Linked DNA regions of Pan paniscus: region 1 is linked to region 2. A link is a contact called in public Hi-C data. All regions are on one chromosome and are shown on one strand. The core of a region is the stretch at or near the end of the contact, and the rest is flanking DNA. Distances in the headings are between cores, read along the strand shown.

Evidence for each region. Hi-C and Micro-C count contacts between places; a contact is called where the count stands out from the background.
Region 1: a contact with region 2 is called in a Hi-C map of fibroblasts, with 10 times the contacts expected there. The contact joins the promoter of ERCC1 here to the enhancer-like site in region 2. A contact is called at or near these places in 2 of 3 Hi-C or Micro-C datasets (fibroblasts and induced pluripotent stem cells).

What each region holds. Positions count from the first base shown.
Region 1 is chr20:51,636,922-51,642,316 of NHGRI_mPanPan1-v2.0_pri, forward strand. It overlaps ERCC1 (ERCC excision repair 1, endonuclease non-catalytic subunit), which reads right to left and starts at 3,016. Exons shown (of 10, transcript XM_063600399.1): 1 at 2,665-3,016. TRNASTOP-UCA (transfer RNA opal suppressor (anticodon UCA)) reads right to left here and starts at 2,616; the gene lies at 2,530-2,616.
Region 2 is chr20:51,596,555-51,602,294 of NHGRI_mPanPan1-v2.0_pri, forward strand. The region is part of intron 1 of ERCC1 (ERCC excision repair 1, endonuclease non-catalytic subunit); the gene reads right to left. Among named protein-coding and RNA genes, the nearest start is that of FOSB, 29 kb to the right of the region's middle. Within about 2 kb of position 4,092, at least 1 of the 2 cell types and tissues checked has open chromatin away from gene starts, as enhancers often do.

The sequences.
Region 1 (5,395 bases), core at 1,766-4,265, 39 kb after region 2:
AGGCGTCATCTTGGATTTTTTACAAACTACAACTACAAAAAACGATTATTTTACACTGAAGATGTGTTTCCTTTTGTTTTCCATATGACCACTATTGGGGCCAACCCAAGACTGACCGAAGCAAATATATGACCATTTTTTTTTTTTTTTTTTACACATAGAGTGGAGCCATCCCCATTGCAAAATCCTAGCCGTCTCTTATTTGCATAACCGCAAGTCCTCTGGGAATTGAGGTGAGGGTCCAGGGGTCGCTCAGATGCTTTGGTAAATCAATAAGCAAGGGAATTTGTCATGGTGGAATCCATTTATTAATTCACTCAAAAAAATGTGCTAAGCACCTACCCAACTGTGCTGGGAGTTGGGGGCACTATAGGGACTGAGCCTCAGGTCTTGCCCTCCTGGGGCTCACAGTCCATTGGGGGACACACACCATTGCCAGTCAGGGACAACCTAAAGTGGATTGGGTTTGGGAAGCCCATGGGGCTAGGGAAGCACAGCAGGGACACCTAGCTTGGACTGGGAGTTGGGAAAAACTTCCTGGCGGAGGGGACAGCTGAGCTGAGTCCTAGAGGAGGATAGAGAGTATAGAAAGAACTAGAAAAAGGCCGAGGCCAAGAAAATAGCACAGCCAAAGATCTGTTGGTGGGGAGAAGGCTTGATACGTTGAGAATGCTTAGAGGGTCGGGTGCGATGGCTCATGCCTGTAATCCCAGCACTTTGGGAGGCCGAGGTGGGTGGATCACCTGAGGTCAGGCATTCAAGACCAGTCTGGCCAACGTGGCGAAACCCCGTCTCTACCAAAAAAAAAAAAAAAAAATAGCCAGGCATGGTGGTGGGCACCTGTGATCCCAGCTACTCGGGAGGCTGAGGCGGGAGAATCGCTTGAACCTGGAAAGTGGACATTGCAGTGAGCTGAGATTGTGCCACTGCACTCCAGCCTGGGCAACAGAGCGAGACTCTGTCTCAAAAAAAAAAAAAAGAAAGAAAGAAAAAGAGAAAACTTAGAGATTCGTGGAGACTGGAACCACGGGTGTGGAGAGAGGGGTTAGTAGAGACCAGATTCTGCAGGTATTATAATGACATTCCCAGGCTAAGGAGTTTAGATCTTTTCTTCAGGGCACTGGGGAGCTATTGCAGGTTTTGAACACGAGAGGGGCAGGGGCAGGTTTGTGATTTAGGAAAGACCCCTCTGGCCCCAGACTGAGCGTGACTGGAAGGGAGAGGAGTGAGACTGAGCAGGAGACCAGGGAGGAAGTGGGGTGGGGACCCTGCAGGGTGGGGTGAGGAGGAGTCCAGAACAGGGCCAGGGACATGGGACAGAGAGGAGGGGAAGGATTCAGGAGACACTCGGGAGGCAGGACAGTTGGGCTTGGTGAGCAGCCGGCTTGGGAAGGAAAATACAGGGCAGTAATAAATAGCATGGTTCAAGTGGTCTGAGTGAGGCTGGGAGTGGTGGCACGCACCTATGGTCCCAGCTACTCAGGAGGCTGAGGTGGCAGGATTGCTTGAGCCTGGAAGTTTGAGGCTGCAGTGAGCTATGATCGTACCGCTGCACTCCACTTTCGGTGACAGAGTAAGACCCTGTCTCAAAAAAAAAAGGAAAAAAAAAAAAAAAAAAAAGACACTGCCTATGAGTTAACCCTGCTCTACAAGGAGCAGTTTTTAAAGTAAAATTAAAAAAAAAAAAAAAAAGAAAGAAAGAAAGAAAGAAAGAGAGAGAAAAAAGAAAAAAGGCTGGGTTGCCTTGGACAAGAGACTTCATCTCCCTGAGCCTCCATTTCCTCATCTGTAGAATGGGGGCTGTTAAGAGGAGTTGCAAGGCTTGTGCATGCCAGCAGTAAGTGCAGAGTGACGGTGCAATTATCATTACCCCCATCATCTTTATTGGGGTCACCCTGATCCCTCGATATCCCATAATATTCACCCCCATCCTTCAAGTGTCTGCCCTAACGTTCCCGTGACACCCGAACAGCTCAGCTCTCCTTATGAGAGGGCCTCACTTTTCTATTTCCTTTGCAGCCGTTATCCCCTTTGTAGTTGTTAATTAAGTGTATAATTACATGATGGCTTAATGTTTGTCTCCCCCACTGGGCTGACTGCACCAGGAGACCAAGGCCAGGGCTGTCACCACCGCTGCGTCCTCAGCAAATGCTTGTTTGATGAGTGAATGACAGATGAACAAATGGGCAAGTATTTGACTGATTAATCACTGCATGCGTGATTAAATAAATGAGTGAGCAAACGACTGAATGAGTAAGCAATTGAAGGGGAGAGATCTAGGATGATTTCCAAACTGCCAATATCCCAGAACTGGGTAGATGACTTTTTCTCCATCTTTTGGAGTGGTTTTTTATACTCCGGAGGGGGAAATAAGTAACGACAATCAGAGATCGGAGTGACAGAGAATGATAGTTTGCGATGCGGAAAGCCGCAGCGACCTCTCCAGGTGCAGGCTGGAGGAGCGCTTCCCGGGCAACAAGCAAAATAAGTCCAGTTCGACAAAGAAAAGTTAAGACGCTTAGCCACTACCGCCCGAAAGGTGGAATTGAACCACTCTGTCGCTAGACAGCTACAGGTTTGAAGCCTGCACCCCAGACCACTGAGGATCATCCGGGCAGAAGAACTTTATTCCCGCGCAGCTATATAAGGATCGCAAAAGCTTACCTTTTAGAGTTATGGTCGCGTCCTTTGGAAAGCTGTGAGATGGTTGACTTCAAGGGCTATAAATTCTCCCCACTCATTTATCATGAGCGATGTCCTTGTAAAATGTTGCCTTCACTTCATATAGTATGAATCATCCTCGCTCCCAAAACCGTCTCATTTACATAGCGCCACGCATTCTGGGAAGCAGCGTTTGAGCACCTGGCAAGCTGTTAAAGGGCCCAGGACCCCCTTTTTCCAAAATGAAAAGTCAGCTTTTTAAGAGAAGAGATTCATGATTCGGCATTCAGAAGCGCCTTCTCGGAAAATTCCGAATTCTCCTTCTGCGGAGGAGTGGTGAGTGGGTTCCTGTTAGAGTCTGATTCACCCTGGCCCCAAAGGCTCTGAGCAGGCGGCTATAGGGCTGGTGCGACACCTGCTGTTCTTTTGTGGAATTGCGTAGGCCGATGGAGCCCCGCGTTCATTCAAACGTTTATTGAGCGTCTACTGAGTCCCAGGAACTGTCTCGGGGCTGGTGACGACAGACATCCTGTCCCGATTGAGTTTAAACACTAGACATAACCAATTTCTGCACTTGCGTTTTATGATTGGAGAAACTGAGACAGACTCAGAAACGGATAGTACCATATTCCGGTTAAAACAGCCCATCCACTTAGGCAAATCGAACTTGTGTTACAATTTTTATTACAAAAAAGGTGATTCTTTTTTCTTAAATTTTTATATATTTAGGAGGTACAGGTGCCGATTTCTACATGCATATGTTGATTGCATCGTGGTGAAATCTGGGCTTTTAGGTGTACTCATCACGAAAAATTATTCAATATTCTAAGTCAGTGATTCTTTGACAATACCATTCTCCTGCGTGAAACTCTCCCATGACTTCCATTTCAGAGTAAAAGTCAAAGTTCTCACCCTGCTTTACAAATCCCTGTAATCCAGCCCCTTTGGTCCCTCTGACCCTGTCTCACATACTCCTCTTCCCTTGGATATTATTGGATTTAGGCACACAGATGTCTTGCTGCACACATGGATCATGCTACCACCACAGGGACTTTGTGCTTGCCGATCCCCTAGCCTGGATCTCCTCTTCACATGTTGCCATGGCTCATCGCCTCCCTTCACTCTGTCATCTGATCAAATGTCAATACCAAAAACTCACTGAGTGACCAGCACTCAGTGGGGCCTTCCCTGACCACCCAGTTTAAAATAGCGAGTGGCGGCCGGACGCGGCAGCTCACGCCTGTAACCCCAGCACTTTGGGATGCCAAAGCGGGTGGATCACGAGATCAGGAGATGGAGACCATCCTGGCTAACACGGTGAAACCTCGTCTCTACTAAAAATACAAAACATTAGCTGGGCGTGGTGGCGGGCGCCTGTAGTCCCAGCTATTCGGGAGCCTGAGGCAGGAGAATGGAGTGAACCCGGGAGGCGGAGCTTGCAGTGAGCTGAGATTGCGCCACTGCACTCCAGCCTGGGGGACAGAGCGAGGCTCCGTCTCAATAAATAATAAATAAATAAAATAGCTAGTGGCTGGGATCGGTGGCTCAGGGCCTGTAATCCCAGAACTTTGGGAGGCCGAGGCGGGTGGATCACCTGAGGTCAGGAGTTCGAGACCAGCCTGGCCAACATGGTGAAACCCCGTCTCCACTAATGATACAAAAATTAGTCAGGCATAGTGGCTCACGCCTGTAATCCCAGCTACTCGGGAGTTTGAGGCAGGAGAACCGCTTGAACCCGGGAAGCAGAGGTTGCAGTGAGCTGAGATTGTGCCATTGTACTCCAGCCTTGGTGAAAAGAGCAAAACTCCATCTCCAAATAAAAGTAATAATAATAATAAATAAAATAAAAATTTTTAAAAAGCGAGCTCTGTCACTCTATCCCCTTACCCTGCTAGACATTTCCCCACCACTCTGATCACCACCTGCCATTTTCTGTGTCTATTTGCTTACCGTCTGTCTGCTTCTGTAGAATATCAGCACCATGAAACTATGCACTTTATTTTTGATCATTGCTGTATCTCTAGTGCCTAAAAAGTGCTTGAGAACATAGCAGATGTTCAGTAAATGTTTGTGGAATGAATAAAAGAATATCATCACTGTCTTTTTTTCATTCTTCTTCCAGCCAGGATCTTACTTTGTCACCCAGGCTGGAATGCAGTGGCGCAAAAACGGCTCACTGCAGCCTCGACCTCCCAAGCTCAAGTGATCCTCTTGCCTCAGCCTCCCTGGGATGACAGGCATATGCCATCACGCCCAGCTAATTTTAATTTTTTTTTGTAGAAACAGGGGCCTCACTTTGTTGCCCAGACTGGCCTCGAACTCCTGGCCTCAAGTGATGCTTCTGCCTTGGGCTCCTAAAGTGCTGGAATTTCACGCGTGAGCCACAGCACCTGGCCTCACTATCCTTCTTTCAGCCTCAGTTTTCGCATTTGTATAACCAGACTAGTACAACTGATCTCACTGGAGAAATCATGATATAAAATTCTGACACTGGATGAGGCAACTGGGAGGAGCTCAGTAAAGGCTGTTTCTGCTGGGCACAGTGGCTCACACATGTAATCCCAGCACTTTGGGAGGCCGAGGTGGGTGGATCACAGGAGATTAGAAGTTCCAGACCAGCTGGCAAGCATGGTAAAACCCCGTCTCTACTAACAATTCAAAAAGTAGCCAGGCATGGTGGCTCACACCTGTGATCCCAGCTACTCGGGAGGCTAAGGCGGGAGAATCCCTTGAA
Region 2 (5,740 bases), core at 2,842-5,341:
AAGTAGCCGGGAGTACAGACATGTACCACCACGCCTGGCTAATATTTTTTGTATTTTTAGTAGAGATGGGGTTTCACCATGGTCGCCAGGTTGGTCTTGAACTCCTGACCTCAGTTGATCTGCCCACCTCATCCTCCCAAAGTGCTGAGATTACAGACATGAGCCACCGTGCCCAGCCTATTTTTTTTAAACGGGAAAAATATCTGTAAATTTCCACAGTGACCCACGGAGCTTGGATGAAGAGCGGGAAGCCTGAGGTCTCCTTCAGTCTCCATCCTCTCTCTGAGCCTCAGTTTCCTTCCCTATGTGGAAGGGTTGGAAAAGATGTTCTCTAAAAGCCTCAGAAACTCTGCTGTTAGCGTGGAGGGGACAGAAGCTCAAACAGATTGCATTAGTTTCTTAACGGCTACTATAACAAATTGCCCCCAATTCAGTGATTTAAAACAAGAGAAATTCAGCCGGGCACCGTGGCTCACGCCTGTAATCCCAGCACTTTGGGAGGCCGAGGCGGGCGGATCACGAGGTCAAGAGATCGAGACTATCCTGGTCAACATGGTGAAACCCTGTCTCTACTAAAAATACAAAAAATTAGCCAGGCATGGTGGCGGGCGCCTGTACACCCAGCTACTCGTGAGGCTGAGGCAGGAGAATGGCGTGAACCCAGGAGGCGGAGCTTGCAGTGAGCCAAGATCACGCCACTGCACTCCAGCTTGGGTGACAGTGAGACTCTGTCTCAAACAAACAAACAAAGTTTTGTACAGATGAAGCGGGGGGGCGGGGTCTTGCTCTGTGGCCTACGCTGATCTCAAACTCCTGGCCTTGACATTGCAATCTGCCCGCCTTGGCCTCCCAAAGGGCTGAGATTACGAGTGTGAGCCACCCTGGCCTAAACATTTAAAACGACATGTGTGACAGCCAGGCATGGTAGCCTGCACTTGTAATCCCAGCTCCTTGGAAAGCTGAGGTGGGAGGACCCCTTGACACCAAGAGTTGGAGATCAACCTGGGCAATACAGTGAGACTCCATATATAGTGGATTCCAATATAGTGAGACTTTAAAATATAAAATAAGGGCCGGGCATAGTGGCTCACGCGTGTAATCCCAGCACTTTGGGAGGCCAAGGTGGGTGAATCACCTGAGGTCAGGAGTTCGAGACCAGCCTGACCAACATGGTGAAACCCCATCTCCACTAAAAATACAAAATTAGCCAGGCGTTGTGACACATGCCCGTAATCCCAGCTACTCGGGAGGCTGAGGGAGGAGAATCGCTTGAACCCAGGAGGCAGAGGTTGCAGTGAGCCTTGATCACGCCACTGCACTTCAGCCTGGGCGACAGGAGCGAGACTTCATCTCAAAAAAGAAAAAGAAAAAGAAAAAAAAAAAATATATATATATAAATAAGTAAAAATAAATTCGTACATATGGATCTAGCAGACTCATATACCTCTGGTTATATTTCCAAAGGAATTGAAATCAGGATGTCGAAGGGATATCTGCACTCTCAAGTTCATTGCAGCACTGGTCACAATAGCCAAGATATGGAGTCAACCTAAGTGTCCATCAAGGGACATAATGAATAAAGCAAATGTTGCATATACACGCGATGGAATACTATACAGCCTTGAAAAGGGAGGAAATTCTGCCATTCAAGACAACATGGATGGAACTGGAGGACATTATTCTAAGTGAAATAAACCAGACACAGAAAGACAAACACCACATGATCCCACTTTTATATGGAATCTTAAAAAGTCGAGCTCATAGAAACAGTATAAAGGTGGCTACTAGAGTCTAGGGAAGTGGGAGAGGGTTGGGAAAAGAGAAGATGTTGATCAAAGGGTGCAAAGTTTCAGCGAGACTGGAGGAATATATTTCAGTGATCTATTGCACAGCATGGTAACCACAGTTAATACTAATGTATTGTGTATTTCAAAGTTGCTAAAATAGAGTTTAAATTTTTTTAATTTGTAAATATTATTTTTTATTTTTTGTCACTACATGTTCTCATCTGATTTTTTTTTTTTTTTTTTTTGAGACGGAGTCTCGCTCTGCTGCCCAGGCTGGAGTGCAGTGGCACAATCTCGGCTCACTGCAACCTCTGCCTCCTGGGTTCAAGTGATTCTCCTGCCTCCGCCTCCCGAGTAGCTGGGACCACAGGCGTGTGACACCACGCCCAGCTAAATTTTTTTTGTATTTTTAGTAGAGATGGGATTTCACCGTGTCAGCCAGGATGGTGTCGATCTCCTGACCTCGTGATCCACCCGCCTCCGTCTCCCAAAGTGCTGGGATTACAGGCGTGAGCCACTGTGCCCGGCCTCTCATCTGATTTTTTTTATTTTTATTATTGTGCTTTTTGTAGAGATGGCATCTCACTACATTGCCCAGATTAGTCTCCAACTCCTGGGCTCAAGCCATCCTCCTGCTTCGGCCTCCCAAACTGCTGGATTTATAGGCGTGAGTCACTGCACCTGGCCCTGACATCTTGATGTCAATTTATTTGCAATATACACCCAGAAGTGGGATTGCTGGATCCATATGTGTAATTTTATTTTTTATGTGTTTGTTTGTTTGTTTGTTTATTTTAAGACAGTCTCACTCTGTCGCCCAGGCTGGAGTGCAGTGGCACAATCTCGGCTCACTGCAACCTTTGCCTCCCATGCTCCTGTGATCCTCCTACCTCAGCCTTCTGAGTAGCTGGGACTACAGGTGTGCACTATCACACCCGGCTAATTATTTTTATTTATTATTATTATTTTTTTTTGAGACAGAGTTTTGTTCTTTTTGCCCAGGCTGGAGTGCAATGGCTGGATCTCGGCTCAGCGTGACCTCCGCCTCCCTGGGTCCAGCAATTCTCCTGCCTCAGCCTCCCAAGTAACTGGGATTATAGGCATGCGCCACCACGCCCGGCTAATTTTGTATTTTTAGTAGAGACGGGGTTTCTCCGTGTGGGTCAGGCTGGTCTCGAAATCCCGACCTCAAGTGATCCGCCCCACTCGGCCTCCCGAAGTGCTGGGATTACAGGTGTGAACCACCGCGCCCGGCCCGAAGTTATTCCTCTTATCTGACTGTAGTTTGGTATTTTTTAACCGGCATCTCTCTGTTCTTCCTCTCCCAACCCCATCTCTACTAAAAATACAAAATTAGCCAGCCGTTGTGGCGCATGCCTGTAATCCCAGCTACTCGGGAGGCTAAGGCAGGAGAATTTCTTGCATCCAAGAGGTGTAGGTTGCAGTGAGCTGAGATCGCACCACTGCACTCCAGCCTGGGCGACAGAGCGAGACTCTGTCTCAAAAAACAAAAACAAACAAACAAAAAAACAAATAGCGCATCGTTTTCTGGGAGGCAGTGAATTCCCTATTTAGGAAGTGTCCAAGCTCAAGTTGAAATGATGGTACATTGCGATTCATGCTGCAATGCCTCAACCCAGTTCCTCTCCGGACCTCAGTTTCCTCATTTATAAAATGGGTGTGGACGACGAGGTCAGATTTAAAAAAATAATAATAGTAGTTAATAATAATAGGCCGGGTGCAGTGGCTCAGGCCTTTAATCCCAGCACTTTGGGAGGCCGAGGTAGCAGGATCGCTTGAGCCCAGGAGTTCTAGACAATCCTGGGGCAATATAGCGAGATTCTATCTCAAAGAAATAATCATAATCATAATAAAAATAAATGAATAGATAAGCTGAGACGGACTCAGGCCCAGCTCCTGCCTGCGATCCCTGCGGGGGCCACCAGGGGGCGCGGCGCCCCTGCCCAAAACTCCGCCGTCGGCTCTGAACCCCGGCGGACGCGTCCCGACGCCCCTGGAAGATTCTGCGCCCTGCCGGCTCGCCGGCGCCCGGGAGCCCGGGAGGCGGGTGTGCACGCGGGGTGTCCAGGGCGCCCCCGATCGAGGCCCCCTCGCCGTGCCTCGGGGTAGGGGGACGGCTGTGACTCAGGCGCGCGCTCCTCCCCGGGGCCCTCAGTGGTCGCGAGGGGGCGCGCACGGCCTCGGGAACCCGCGCGGCGCCGCGTCCATTTTTACCCCAGCGCCGCTAAAAATAGTTGCCGCGCTCCGAGCCGAGCCGAGCCCGAAATAGCGGCCCCCAGATAAGGCAGGACGACTCAGCGCTTCCGGGGAGCGGAAGGGGGAGCGCGCGGGGGGAGCGGTGCTGGGCGCAGCCCGGCCGAGCAGGCGCCGCTGTCCCCAGCGCACCCCCACTCTGCCCTGGCGGTCACACTCGCCCCCGACTGCGACCTCCGCCCCGCCGCTAGCCTGGCTGCCTTCCTACGTCCCCCACATTGTATCCTCATCCCCTGTCCCCCATCCTCAGCTTCACCTCCATTCCTCATCATAATTCCCCCCTCCCCTACACCCCCAGCGATGTCCCCCACTGGTACTCATCCGCATCCCCCAGCCTGTCCTACTCCTGTCCCTATTTCCCCTCTCCACCCTCATCGCCAATCTCCTGTCGTCCTGAATCTGCCCCCTTACCATCTCTGTCCTCAAGGCCAACCTTTATGGGGGCAGAGCAGGGCGAGAGGGTCACAGGGAGTCAGGAGACCTGCGGGCTGAGGGCTGAGGGCTGGGAGTGAGGATCTGATTTCTTGGTTTGTTTCTACTGTGGGCAGGGGTAGGCTTAGATCTGGGGGTTGGAGCATGGGACACTTCAGTCTGGCCTAGTCTTCAGAGCTGAGGCGAGGCATGGCCAGCATCACGGCTCATTCTGTGACCAGGGTCGGGGCTCAGGCTGGGGAAGGATGACCGTCTTTGTCACCAAGTTTGATCACTGTGTCACCAGAGTTAGGGCTCAACCTTGAGCCGTTTCTTTATTTACCCACCTCCACTAATATTTTTTATTTCAGGCAAGGTCTTGCTCTGTCACCCAGGCTGGAGTGCAGTGTTGCCCATGCTGGAATGCAGTGCTGGGATCTTAGCTGACTGCAGCCTTGAACTCCTGGGTTCAAGAGATCCTCCCACCTCAGCCTTCCTAGTAGCTGGGACTACAGGTGTGCACCACCACACCTGGCTAATTTTTAATTTTTTTGTAGAGACAGAGTCTCCATGCCTTGCCCGCCTTGTCCAGGGTGGTCTTGAGCTCCTGGCCTCAAGCTATCCTCTGGCCTCCTCCTAGGAAGGCACTGAAATGACAGGCATGAGCTACAGAGCCCGCCTCCACTAAGATTCTTTCCTCCCTTGCAAGTCAGTGATTGGACACAACAGCTCCAGGCCTTGGGAACAGTCAGAACTCTGTTCCCTGGGCCTAGGTCTTCCCTTTGCACTGAGATCATCTAAGGGCCTCCCCATTTCCATATCCTGAGATTCTCAGTGCCCACTCCAAGCATCAGTGTCAGGCCTCAAGGACCTACACTGCATGTTCTGGGGGTTTAAAGGGAGCACACTGACTTCCCTGAGGGTGACAGAGGTCAGAATGAGTGACTAAGGTCTTGGGCCTGGCCCTGACCCTGCAGTGGGCGGGAGAGATAGCCAGTTGAGGCCTAGGTCTCCACCCACGTAGCAGGGTGGATGGCGGGGGGGGGGGGGTCATCCCTGAGATGAAATGTGGGTGGAAGATACCTAGATAAGTTTCAGAGTCAGTCCAGAGATGGTAATTTTTAAGTAACTTCTAAAATTTTCGAGTAGCTGGGATTACAGGCGCCTGCTACCAAGCCTGGCTAATTTTTGTATTTTTTTGTAGAGACGGGGTTTTACTATGTTGGCCAGGCTGGTCTCATACTCCTGACCTCAAGTGATCCGCCCAC